3 separate regions of the Zea mays genome follow, and regions 2 and 3 are each linked to region 1. Evidence: chromatin contacts called from public Hi-C data. All regions are on one chromosome and are shown on one strand. The core of a region is the stretch at or near the end of the contact, and the rest is flanking DNA. Distances in the headings are between cores, read along the strand shown. Region 1 holds the start of LOC103629817 (receptor-like protein kinase 5). Region 2 holds the start of LOC103629816 (protein SHORT ROOT IN SALT MEDIUM 1). Region 3 holds the start of LOC103629819 (K(+) efflux antiporter 4).

Region 1 (3,997 bases), core at 649-3,148:
ATCCAGGCAGTTGCTCATGCTGCTGATTTGATTCAAAACGAGTAATTTTAGAAAGCTTTGAAGATATACATATATAGAGAGAGATTACACTCACTTCTATACTACTTATCCCTACTACTAATTAAGAGTGCAGTGTGGGCGCCTGGCGCGGCCATGCCCCTGCCTCACCTCTCCCTCCGACTCCAAGTTGTCACTGTCATATGGCCCCGCCAGTTCACCCGTGCGTGCAGCATTGTGACCCCGACTCGGAGGGAGAGGCCGTCCGACTCACCTTCCCCTCCGCACAGCCTCGGTCTGGTCGGCAGTCTCGGAGGCCGCCCGACCCACCATGCCCTTGCCTCTCCTTCCCCTCCACGCATCCGCATAGCCACGGTGTGGCCGGCCGTTTCGGAGGCCGTCCGAGCCGCCATGCACCCGCATGGTGTCCCCGCCCGCGCTCCAGCGACCCAGCCGCGGATGGAGAGGGGAAGGCGACTCAGGTTCCACGTCCCTGCCCTCAATCACGCGATTTCCCCACTGTGAACATCGCCCAATCGCTCCTCGTTGTCGGTATCGTGCACCTCCACACCCTCATCGACTCTGCGATTCCCCTCCAACGTCACTGCCCTCCAGGTATGGGGGCGCGTCACGGACCCGGCGCAGTCGACCCTAGGAGGAGCACATCACGGCCTCCATCGCGCACCTCCACGCCATCATCCACTCCTACACGCACCCCCCGCCGTCGCCGCTCCGCGCCCGCTGATCCCGCTCGCGATGTGTGCTCGCAACAAACTGCGGCGGCTGGAGCGCGCAGACGGTGAATGGTGAAACCGATCGGACGGGAGGGGGAAGAAGGCGGCCAGGCAGGGACCAGCGAAGGGGGTCGGTGCGTCGCTCGCAGTCGCAGCGATGCGGGCGGGTGGGCGTCGGGGACTGTGTAGACAAGAGGTGCTCGCTAGCCGAGCTGAGCTGAGCTGTGTTGACTGGGACCAGAAGAAACGAAGCGCCCTCGTCGCTGGGGCGCTCGCTAACACGCCCGCGGCCATGCGGGGCAGAACAGTGCAGTGCAGCGGGCAGGGATATTTATGACGGGTATCCAAAAATAATTTTCTCTAAAATAACAAGACGAGGGCTCGGTAATTGAAGTGCTTATCATTGTGCATAAATGGTCGGCCTACCTGACGATGGTGGAACCGTGGAAGTAATTTGAGCAGAACCTGTCTCGCAAAAAAAAAAGAAAATTCAGAACAAAAGTATTTCTCTATCCCAAGGCCCAGGCAAAACTTTCTGCAGCACGGGCGCTCGGCCCGTTCCACATGACGATGTGGAGCTCCCACAGCCAGGAGCCGCCGCGGGACCACCGAGAGCATTTGATATTATATACAACAACGAAAAAAAAGAAACTGAAAGGGTGAGAGAATATCCCCGTTCACGAGGGCGTGCACGTGAGCGCACGCGGGGCTGCGCGATCTGACCGCATATAGTGACCTTATCAAATATGATTGATGTACCGTGGCAACGCACGGACATGATACTAGTTATGTGATTATGTCTTACATAATAGAAGGGAGAGGGTAGTTAATAAGCATTTTGATGGTGGGGGGGGGGAGGGGAGGGGGTAATATTTTTAAAAACAAGATAAGTTTTATGGTACAGACCTCTTATAACATAGTAATTGTTATCTATTTATGGGATATGAAATTCATTATTTACAAATCTATATAATGAAAGCCTTTCGTTAAGAAAGGTTGTTTTATCTATATTTATTTTATTATATGACATGATAGTATTGTAGTAAAGTGTAAACAACGCTAGCATTAGGATATGGACCGTGGAGGGAGTCGGTGAGATTAGTTTATTTGTACTCAGCGATTACAGGGTTAATCCTTTTACGAAACACTAACCGAGGTAGGAGCTATGACTAATTGACTATGGGAATTGGGAACTCGATTCTTACAGAAGAGACAGACAGAACAAAGTTGATTAGCATCCATCACTTTTGAGTGCGCCACTGGACCACCGAACAGCAGGCGGAGACCGTTGACGCTGACCACAACTCGCACACCCATTTCACACACACGTATAAAGAGCCGTGCACAAACTCGGACACCAGCCGTCACTCCCGCGGCATCACTCCGCCCGAGTCCCGTGATCCCGTCCCGTCTCATCTCCTCCTCACATCACAGCCGAGGAAGCTTCCAAGGACAAAAACAAAAAATGCGGCCCACCACGTCCTGCCATCGCTTCCCCCTGCTGCTCGTCTTGCTCCTCTTCCTCCTCGCCGGCGAGGGCCGCTCCCAGCCCGCCGCCGGCGGCGGCCCCAGTGACCGCGACACGCTGCTCGCCGTCAAGAAGGCCTGGGGCAGCCCCCCGCAGCTCAAGTCCTGGGACCCCGCCGCCGCCCCCGACCACTGCAACTGGACCGGCGTCACGTGCGCCACCGGCGGCGTTGGGGTCGTCACCGAGCTTATCCTGTCCAGGCAGAAACTCACGGGCTCCGTCCCGGCACCGGTGTGCGCGCTCGCGAGCCTCACCCACCTCGACCTCTCCTACAACAACCTCACGGGCGCCTTCCCCGGCGCCGCGCTGTACGCGTGCGCGAGGCTCACCTTCCTCGACCTCTCCACCAACCAGTTCTCGGGGCCACTCCCGCGCGACATCGACCGCCTCCTCTCGCGGTCGATGGAGCACCTCAACCTCTCCACCAACGGCTTCTCCGGAGAGGTGCCGCCCGCGGTGGCGGGGCTCCCGGCGCTCAGTTCCCTGCGGCTCGACACCAACAACTTCACTGGCGCGTACCCTGCGGCCGAGATAAGCAACCGCACCGGCCTCCAGACGCTCACGCTGGCCAACAACGCGTTCGCGCCGGCGCCGGTGCCCACCGAGTTCTCCAAGCTCACCAACCTGACATTTCTCTGGATGGATGGCATGAACCTCACCGGAGAGATCCCAGAGGCCTTCTCTAGCCTCGAACAGCTCACTCTATTTAGCATGGCTTCCAACAACCTCACCGGCTCGATCCCGGCATGGGTGTGGCAGCATCAGAAGCTCCAGTACATCTACCTGTTCCACAATGTCCTCTCTGGCGAGCTGACGCGCAGCGTGACGGCCTTGAACTTGGTTCATATCGATTTGTCGTCGAATCAGCTAACCGGAGAGATACCGCAAGACTTCGGCAATCTCAAGAACCTCACAACGCTGTTTCTATACAATAACCAGCTCACGGGCACCATCCCGGTGAGCATCGGGCTTCTACCACAGCTGAGAGACATCCGGTTGTTCCAGAACGAGCTGTCCGGAGAGCTCCCGCCGGAGCTGGGCAAGCACTCGCCGCTGGGCAACCTCGAGGTGTGCCTTAACAACCTCTCCGGCCCGCTGCGAGGGTCGCTCTGCGCTAACGGCAAGCTCTTCGACATCGTCGCCTTCAACAACAGCTTCTCGGGCGAGCTCCCCGCGGCGCTCGGGGACTGCGTCACTTTAAACAACTTGATGCTCTACAACAACAACTTCTCCGGCGACTTCCCGGAGAAGGTATGGTCGTTCCCAAATCTGACCTTGGTGATGATCCAGAACAACAGCTTCACTGGCACGCTGCCGGCCCAGATATCCCCCAAACTGTCACGGATTGAGATAGGCAACAACATGTTCTCCGGCTCCTTCCCGGCCTCGGCAGCAGGGCTCAAGGTGCTCCATGCGGAGAACAACCGGCTGGGCGGCGAGTTGCCGTCTGACATGAGCAAGCTCGCCAACCTTACTGATCTGTCAGTGCCCGGCAACCGGATCCCTGGCTCCATCCCAACATCGATCAAGCTGCTGCAGAAACTGAATTCGCTCGACATGAGAGGCAACCGGCTGACCGGCGCGATACCGCAGGGGAGCATCGGGCTTCTTCCAGCACTGACGATGCTTGACCTGTCCGACAATGAGCTCTCCGGCACCATCCCATCAGACCTAACCAACGCGTTCAACTTGCTTAACTTGTCATCAAACCAGCTCACCGGCGAGGTGCCGGCGCAGC
Region 2 (4,064 bases), core at 196-2,695, 170 kb after region 1:
TCGGGCGAGGCGGAGTTCGTCGTCTTCCGGGGCCGAGCCCGAGTCCGAGCCCTGGGGTCGGGCGAGGCGGAGTTTCCTATGGCACCCGAGGCCGGACTTGGCTGCTGTCAGCCTCACTCTGTCGAGTGGCGCAGCAGTCGGAGTGACGCAGGCGGCGCTGTCTTCTTGTCAGGCCGGTCAGTGGAGCGGCGAAGTGACTGCGGTCACTTCGGCTCTGTCGACTGAAGGGCGCACGTCAGGATAAGGTGTCAGGCCACCCTTGCATTAAATGCTCCTGCGATACGGTCGGTTGGCGCGGCGATCTGGCCAAGGTTGCTTCTTGGCGAAGACTGGGCCTCGGGCGAGCCGAAGGTGTGTCCGTTGCTTGAGGGGGTCCTCGGGTGAGACGTGAATCCTCCGGGGTCGGCTGCCCTTGCCCGAGGCTGGGCTCGGGCGAGGCGAGATCGTGTCCCTTGAGTGGACCGAGCCTTGACTTAATCGCACCCATCAGGCCTTTTCAGCTTTGTGCTGATGGGGGTTACCAGCTGAGATTAGGAGTCTTGGGGGTACCCCTAATTATGGTCCCCAACAAGGGTATTACGATCCGGCGGCCCGAACCACTCTAAACTCATGCGTGTTCTTGTGTTCATTCCTTCATCTCGCAACAAGCAAAACGCTTAGGCCCCTCCTCATCTTAGGATTTAGGGCGGGTGCACTCCGCCACCCGGCCGGAGATTTCCTCTCCGACAGATACCAATGCCGAACTAGACACTTGCTTAATTGCTAAGACTAACATAAGCTGGCTCTGACATCGCCGATTTGCTCGTGTTGGGATAAAGAATCTTCACAAGCTTCTAAAGGGGAACACATTTTAGGACCAACCAATGTTCATTTTGAGAAATTTGTAGCGTATGTCAAGCAGGGAAGCAGGTTGGAGCTCATCATCCACACAAGAACATCATGACGACCGAGAGGCCGTTTGAGCTATATTTTTCTATTTTACAAAAAATCATATATATATATATATTTGTATAATTTACATTCAATATTAAAAATACCTAAGTATGATGCTTAATGGCTAGACGACTTAAACGAGTGTCTCCTGCTCTTCTTCCATGAGGGAATGGTTCAAACCTCATCTCCTGCACCGTTTTTTAATATTTTATGTTGATTTAACCAAATGGCCCGACGGGTTAACGGGCTGGTCTGACACGGTCAGCAGGCCGACGTGTCGTGCCTAGGCCGAAGCTGTGACCCGCGAGCGTTGAACCTAGCGGGCCCCTACATGGTTACGCGGAAGGGACAATCAGACAAACATGTGCAGCGGATTAATTTAAAATAGTTGTGAGTAGTTATTTATAAAATAGATGTGAGTAGTTATTTATAAAAAGATGATACAAAATGATCGTTAAAATTGATACTTTAATATAATATAAAGTAGAAAGAGAGAAATATAGGGGCCCATGACCATTAGGGCAAGGGGCACGGAAAACCGAGCAAAATATAATAACCGAGCATCTGATATTACAGGCGCAAACGCAACAGGTTACACCACTAGCTGGCGTTCTCCGAACCCCTCGCGGAAACCCTTCCGGCTCCCGCCGCTCTCCCGCCGCCATCACTCGCCGCTCTCCCGCTGCCAACCGTTGCCTTCAGGCTCCAGCCGCCGGCACGGCTCTGCGTACGGGGGGATTCACTTCCATCCGACACCATCTGGCCTTCTCTTCCATCTCGTGGGTAAACCCTAGCTCATGCATCGGGCAGCGGAACGAATCTGCGGACACGGTGGCTGTATTGGTTGGACTCCTAGCCTCGTTCGTTCTTGGTGCTAAAACATCTAGGGTTTCCTTCTTTCCTCGCAGGTGTTTGTTCGTGCGCGTGGATTGTTTTGTCCGTGTCTGGTGCCCGTGCAAGAGCCCCTAAGCTGGTGCGTCCGCCATGTTTCCCCCCAAAGGGCCCAACCACTACGGGCAGCCGCCGCCTTACGGCGGGCAGCAGCCGTACAGCCAAATCGTAAGGCTCTATGAAGGATCTTGCTGTTTTTTTGTTGGACGCAGATTTGTTATGAATGATAATTTGTGTTCCCGTCATGTTCTCTATTTCAGCCTAGTAGCACTGGATTTGCAGCCCCGACAGCAGCAGGTGGCACTGATGGTGGTCGGTTTGGTGGGCGTGGAGGACAAGGGGCTGCTGCACAGTATGGAGGGCCTTATGCATCAGTGTATGGCACCCAACAGGTGGTCAACTATAACTGCTTTGTTCTTTTCTTTGCTGTTTTCTAGATGAAATATGTAATTCATCACACAAATTTATTATCCATTGTGTTGATTCTCACTCATTGATATGTTTGGCGCACTTGTCGTGTAGCTTGTTTTTTGTTTTTGTGTTGCTTGTATCAGTGAGGAACCTTGATTCAAGGAAAATATTGAAGTTTTTAAGCTGCTGGTATGGTACTTTAGTTTGTAGTTATAGGGTCAAAATGTTACAAAGTTGCATTGTTTTTGGCATTAGAAAATTTGATGGATCAACATGGACATTTGGGATTGTTGATTCCAGGCTACGTCAATTAAATCTTTGTGAAGTATTGCTGGCAGAATTTCTATGTGTGCTTGGCTATCCTTCTTGCTAATCTGAATTCTAAAATCTTGTTTTACATTCCTAATACATATTCTGTCTTATTGTGTAATGCTCTGCAATTTGAAACACAAGATTAAAGGACAATGAAATATTTATTTTTGGAAGTTAGGTGCAAAAGGTCATCTTCTGTTTGGATTATGCAAAACAAATACCATCAATTCCAGTAACCGATATTGTTATAACAGTTTGTGCAATAACTTAAGCAAAATCTGTATCAGGTCCTACACATCTTGGAACAGGAAATGCTTCCAGAAAGAGAAGTTGGTTAACAAAAAATCCATTTATTAGGTTCCCCTGTACAAAACATGCTAAGCTTTGTTACCTCCAGCTGGCATTTTATGTCCAGTTTTGGAGTCTTAAGATACAGTTTTATTGAACTGGAAAAAAATCTTAACTTATCCTATGTTATTACCTTTTTGGTTGTTTTTTACTTGATTTGTTCCCCGACAATTCAGCAGCAGAATCTGCTGGGACTTGATGTTCTGTACTATGCAGGTTGGGATCAGTATTTCAGAAGCTGTGTCATATGTGAGCTGATTTTTTTTTTGTTTTTCGGGGATGTGGAGTTATGTGTTGTGGACTGTTAATCACCTTTGCTTGCCTAATTGGCCACCTAGCCTTGCTGATTGTGCCCTAACTGCAGCTTCTGATCACCACCTAGAGCCTAAGTGTTCCCTTAGTAGACGGATTTTTTTAACACTGGTTTCGTAGACAGAATAACATCAAAGTTGTCATTATTTACCAGCTATAAATAGAAATCCATGTCTTATCTCCGCACCCCCGTAGCTATCCTATTTATTTTTGTGGCAGCTGCTCTGTACCATTTGGGATATTAATCTGTTTGATTGTTCTCCAACTGTAATTTCTTCTATATTAAGGGCCAGGATGATACTTCTTTCATAGCTTTTACACTCAGCAAACATCAAATAGCATTTCTACTTCTCTTCGTGGATTGTTGGCTGTATATTGCAATGATAAGAACTTGATTTGTGTCTGTAGGTTTTTAGTTGCATTTGTAATGCATGGCAAGGTGCCAAAATTAAGTACACCCACAACATCATATGCCACACATCTATATCTGGCTATTTAAAACCATGATACTAAGTTTGTACCCTGAATAGTGGCTGCTATGAGTCTATGAAGGAATTTGTGCCTACCATAACCATTCATATGCATTTCTGTTATTTGAGCTTTGTTTAACCCTTGTTTTAGTCACTCAAGTGACCCTTCCTTCATGTCAATCCCTGCCAATCACATGTTTCAGCTGTTTCAGTCATTTTCTCTTATTGGTTAGAGTTCACTTCTTGTGATCTTCAACTTGTACTGTTGCAGTTGCATGTGGTTCCCACATTTTTTTTGGCAAATATCTCAACTGAATATCCTCGTTCTTTCCAACAGGTTGGTGGACTTGGTGGCAAAGGTCCAGCTTCTTCAAGTCTTCCTAGCTT
Region 3 (4,214 bases), core at 1,491-3,990, 170 kb before region 1:
CAAGCAAAGGCAATTCCACCACATGTAGCGGATACGATAACAACAACAAGATCTGATATCAACCTACAATAATATACATTCAACAGATAAGTTTCCATGCAAAAAAGATTTTTTTTCATCCGATACATCAAATAACTGAACACTGAGTAACATACCTAAGGTCCAGCTGCAGCACAGGGTATTTTGACTTTGGGTTTGAGATGATAAAAACATTATCCTGGGGTCAAAATTGGATTAACACAAAACTGTTATAAAAAATGGTCATAAGTCATAACATGTCCACAACATTATGCCAACATGTATGGCACATGCACAGTGACTTGACAGAAAATTCCATCCAGAGGATGTGATTGTACCTTCCGATCTATCAACGTGGGAACATCCTCTTGCTCAGTTCGATCCAAGAAAACCTCCTTAAAAGGAAATGACCTGATGAAACAGAATGACAACTTTAAACTCTTACACGTTCTGAATCTAAGGTTAATTTCATCTAACAGAAACTATGAAGACTGGATTTGCAGCATACTTGTTATCTTTGGTTTCATTCTTCTTTGTTACTCTTCTAGCTACAGTTTCAAGAACTCCCTGGTACGAGTAGAAGGAACAAGATGAGCAGTTTGCATTGCATATCTGTGATGTGCAAGCACCAAATTTTCAAAGTACAAGTAAACACAACGATGCATTACATATATGTGCTTCAAGTTTTCCAATATCCAAATAAAGGACCACAGACCACTATATTATCTGAGAAAATAGAAGTTGTGATATCTTGTTTCTTGAACCCAAGGTGTATCATGCAGGTTATTATAAGCTTCCATTTAAAATATATAATCACTATGGTACAAAAATAATTGTCACATCTGAGTTTGCAAAGCCCTCGACACATATCTTTTATCATTAATTTCTTTTAGAATGACATTCTTATAATCCTTCAAATTTCTGAGATTTTGCAAGTATTTTCAATCAATTCTGTGCACTTTCATGTTCTCGATCTAAATAATTTAAAAGTTAGTGATGTTTGTAGTTTTAAGGTTTGACTAACTCTTGTCCCAGACAATATGTTTTTATAACCAGAAGGAGTATTATGAAGAAATGACGAAGTAACAAACATACTAATGGGAAGCTGAACCTTTGAAATGAACTACTCGATGTAGCAACCATGTAGATCAAACATGAACTCCAGTAGGGAAACAGAACTAGGATGTCCAAATTAGAATTTTCTGTAGCATCTTAGGAACACGACAAACAATTTATAATTGTCTTCAGTAGTAGCTAATGGGTACAATAAAAATAGTCATGCCCATGCTAATCACCTCTCATGTGCAATTGTGCACGACAAACATATAGTCATACTTATTATTGCCAGGCATAGCACAAAATAAACAACAGCCAAGACATTGGTTTCCCTCATCAGCACTAGGAAAATGCCGAACAAATAACATAAAGCAAAATGACCATATAAAGTCAAAGGGCCCATTGGCCCAATAGCTATACTATGATGACATATGGATGGGTCGTTGAATGCTAGGATTATATAATTCAGCTTATGGACTATATAAGCATCTATTGACCTGCTTATGGATTATTATAATCTAGGTATCTAGATTACATAATCCACCTGTGTTGTTTGTTTAACTCTCAACTTATTTAAGCTGGATTATATAATCTAGAGGGTAAACAAACAGGACCTAAATACAATCTGGGTCAAGGCAACATAACTACATACTAGCAGATTCGCAAGTGTAGGAATCAGGCACAGGCCAGTTCAAAAGCGAATTTCCCTTCATTCACAAATTCCAACATGGAATTGGTAAGCAAATCACCCAAAACCTAGTTGTGGCAGACCCAATGTTGAATCACAGAATCATGAACCCTGCCAACAAAGGGGCAGCACACAAACAAAATGGCGCAATGAACTCACCTGCTTCTCAGCTACCGTGTTGTTGAAGCTGCCAGGGTCGGTCTCTGCAAAACCAGAGCTCAGATTAGCACAAGCAACTCCAAGTTCAGACATAGGACCTCCATTCTCAACGTCCCCACACGCTCCAACCACCGAGGCCGAGATCTAAACAGCACGGCCACCGACACACGCCACCGGCCCCAGAACCAGATCCCGCGCCCGAACGGGACGATGCATCCCTGGAGTTGGCCAGATCCACGCACCTCCACCGCCCTGCTCGCCCTCGGACTCCGGGAACTCCTTCTCCAGCGCGCGGTCGATCATGTCGGCAAGGCTGCCCTCCTTGGCCTCCGTGGCATTGCCCTGAGCCACCACCTCGCCGCCGGCTTCCGCCACGGCAACCCCATCCCCGCGCGCCTCCGCCTCGGCCTCTACCTCCGGTTTCCCCGCGCGGCCCTCGTGCCCAGCGCCGCCGTCAGCTGCTTCGGCGGCCGCAGCTGGGGAAAATGCGACGGCCGCAGCGAGGAGCAGGCCGCAGACGAGGAACGGGAGGGGGAAGGAGCAGCCCGGGTGGTTGCTACGGCGACGTGTCAGCATCGCCGCCGAGGGGGTGGGGGTTTGGCAGGCGAGCGGGCAGCGCGTCGGAGACCGTGTGGCGGCTGACTGGCCGTGGCCGGCTCCGCTGGGGTTTAAATTTTCTGGAAGGCGAACGGAGCGCGGATGTGACGGTGTGCGCCGCTCGTGCCGGGGAAGGGACGCACGCGCTCGCGCTAGCACACGCAGGTGCAGAAGCAGAGAGCCAGAGGGGGGGTGGACCGGTGGAGGGAGACGCTTGTTTTGTTGGTGACTTCGCCTCCAAGTGTACGTATTTTATTGTTGTCGTGATTTTGTGGCCACGGCGAGCGAATTTATTAGGTACACTAAATACAATACCCGTGTTTACAAGGACACATAAATATTTAATAAAATATCAGTACATAACGGTTACATAAAAATAAAAAACGAATAATATATAGATAGAAGTTGAGAGTTAATATAAATGCTCATGGTGGTTACATTATTGGTTCCGTATGCAAAAGACAATACTTATCTTATTAGACGAGATGTGGGAATAAAATCATATATACGGGCTTTCGCGCACACTCATGGTGATGAGATAAGACTTATCTTATACGGTTGTAAAACGAGACGTAGAGTAAAAATAGATATACGCTCCGCGCGTGACACATGAGTGACGGTGGGATTTTGGGTTGATTTCAAAGAAATGTGAGGGCCTTATGTAAAAGTGATGACGTAGAATAACCGTTGAAACTGGTGATTTAGAGGGTGTTTGAATGTATTAGAACTAATAGTTATTTAGCTAAAATATACTAGTAGAATTAGCTAGCTAATAAATAGTTAGCTAACTAGTAGCAAATTTACTAAAAATAGCTAATATTTGAACTGTTAGCTAGAGTGTTTGGATGTCTCTAGCTAATTTTATCCACTAACCATTATCTCTAGTGCATTCAAACATCATCTTATAGTAAGTAAAGAAAAGGGCGAACCAATTCCCTAAGCCTATAAACTTGTTTGCACAAAATACTGATTCACATTAAGGCTGTCTACAGCAACGTTCTCTAAGTTTCGTTTTCTAAATTAATATTATTTGTTCTTTACGGTGCACTCTAAAAGATAAGATAAAACAAGCCTAATCGCTGTAACTGAATTTTATATCCTGTATCCGCCTCGACACCACATCGTTGCCCTATTGCGGTTGCGGCAGCAGCACTTGGCGGCGGTTGCATGCATGAGCGCCCACTCCAGCTCCAGGCTACACCATCGCCTTCAATTGCCGCTTTTTTCGCTGTGGTCGTCACTGCCACCACACGCTGCTTTTTCGTCGGGAGGCATGGAGGGAGAGGACCGAACTAACTAGGATCCACCACGGATGTGGAGGTGGAGGTGGAGGTGGAGGTGGAGGGGATGCGGGCCAAAGCACCGTTAGATTCATACAGGAGCACTCGCCGCCCCGCTGCGGCGGGGTGCAGGTGCAAAGCGAAGACGCCAGTCACTTTGGACGGCTAGCTGCTGCGATGGATTGGAGCCGGCCTCACTTCAGCCGAGCACCATCCCCCAGCCGGCCAGCCCCCAGCCTCCCACAGGTGGGCATTAATTAATGCATTATTATTATGCGTGATGCTCGATGTCAGTGGTGGCCTCTGATCAGCTGGTTTGGCCACAGTCCACTTCTCGGTGGTCAAACGCCCAACTCCAAATAAACCGGCCGCGATGCACCACGACTGCACGAGGCTAGAGAACCGGTCGTGTTTCG

What was found. Hi-C and Micro-C count contacts between places; a contact is called where the count stands out from the background.
Region 2: a contact with region 1 is called in a Hi-C map of bundle sheath, with 5 times the contacts expected there. The contact joins the promoter of LOC103629816 here to the promoter of LOC103629817 in region 1. A contact is called at or near these places in 10 of 25 Hi-C or Micro-C datasets (bundle sheath, ear, endosperm and 5 more).
Region 3: a contact with region 1 is called in a Hi-C map of leaf, with 4 times the contacts expected there. The contact joins the promoter of LOC103629819 here to the promoter of LOC103629817 in region 1. A contact is called at or near these places in 6 of 25 Hi-C or Micro-C datasets (bundle sheath, leaf, leaf mesophyll and 1 more).

Annotation. Positions count from the first base shown.
Region 1 is chr6:114,998,823-115,002,819 of Zm-B73-REFERENCE-NAM-5.0, reverse strand. It overlaps LOC103629817 (receptor-like protein kinase 5), which reads left to right and starts at 1,898. Exons shown (of 2, transcript XM_008650918.4): 1 at 1,898-3,997. The coding sequence starts at 2,197.
Region 2 is chr6:114,831,181-114,835,244 of Zm-B73-REFERENCE-NAM-5.0, reverse strand. It overlaps LOC103629816 (protein SHORT ROOT IN SALT MEDIUM 1), which reads left to right and starts at 1,445. Exons shown (of 22, transcript XM_008650917.3): 1 at 1,445-1,716; 2 at 1,842-1,992; 3 at 2,085-2,216; 4 at 4,015-4,064. The coding sequence starts at 1,918.
Region 3 is chr6:115,171,836-115,176,049 of Zm-B73-REFERENCE-NAM-5.0, reverse strand. LOC103629819 (K(+) efflux antiporter 4) reads right to left here and starts at 2,740. Exons shown (of 20, transcript XM_008650921.4): 1 at 2,164-2,740; 2 at 1,922-1,965; 3 at 527-585; 4 at 357-429; 5 at 156-217; 6 at 1-63. The coding sequence starts at 2,497.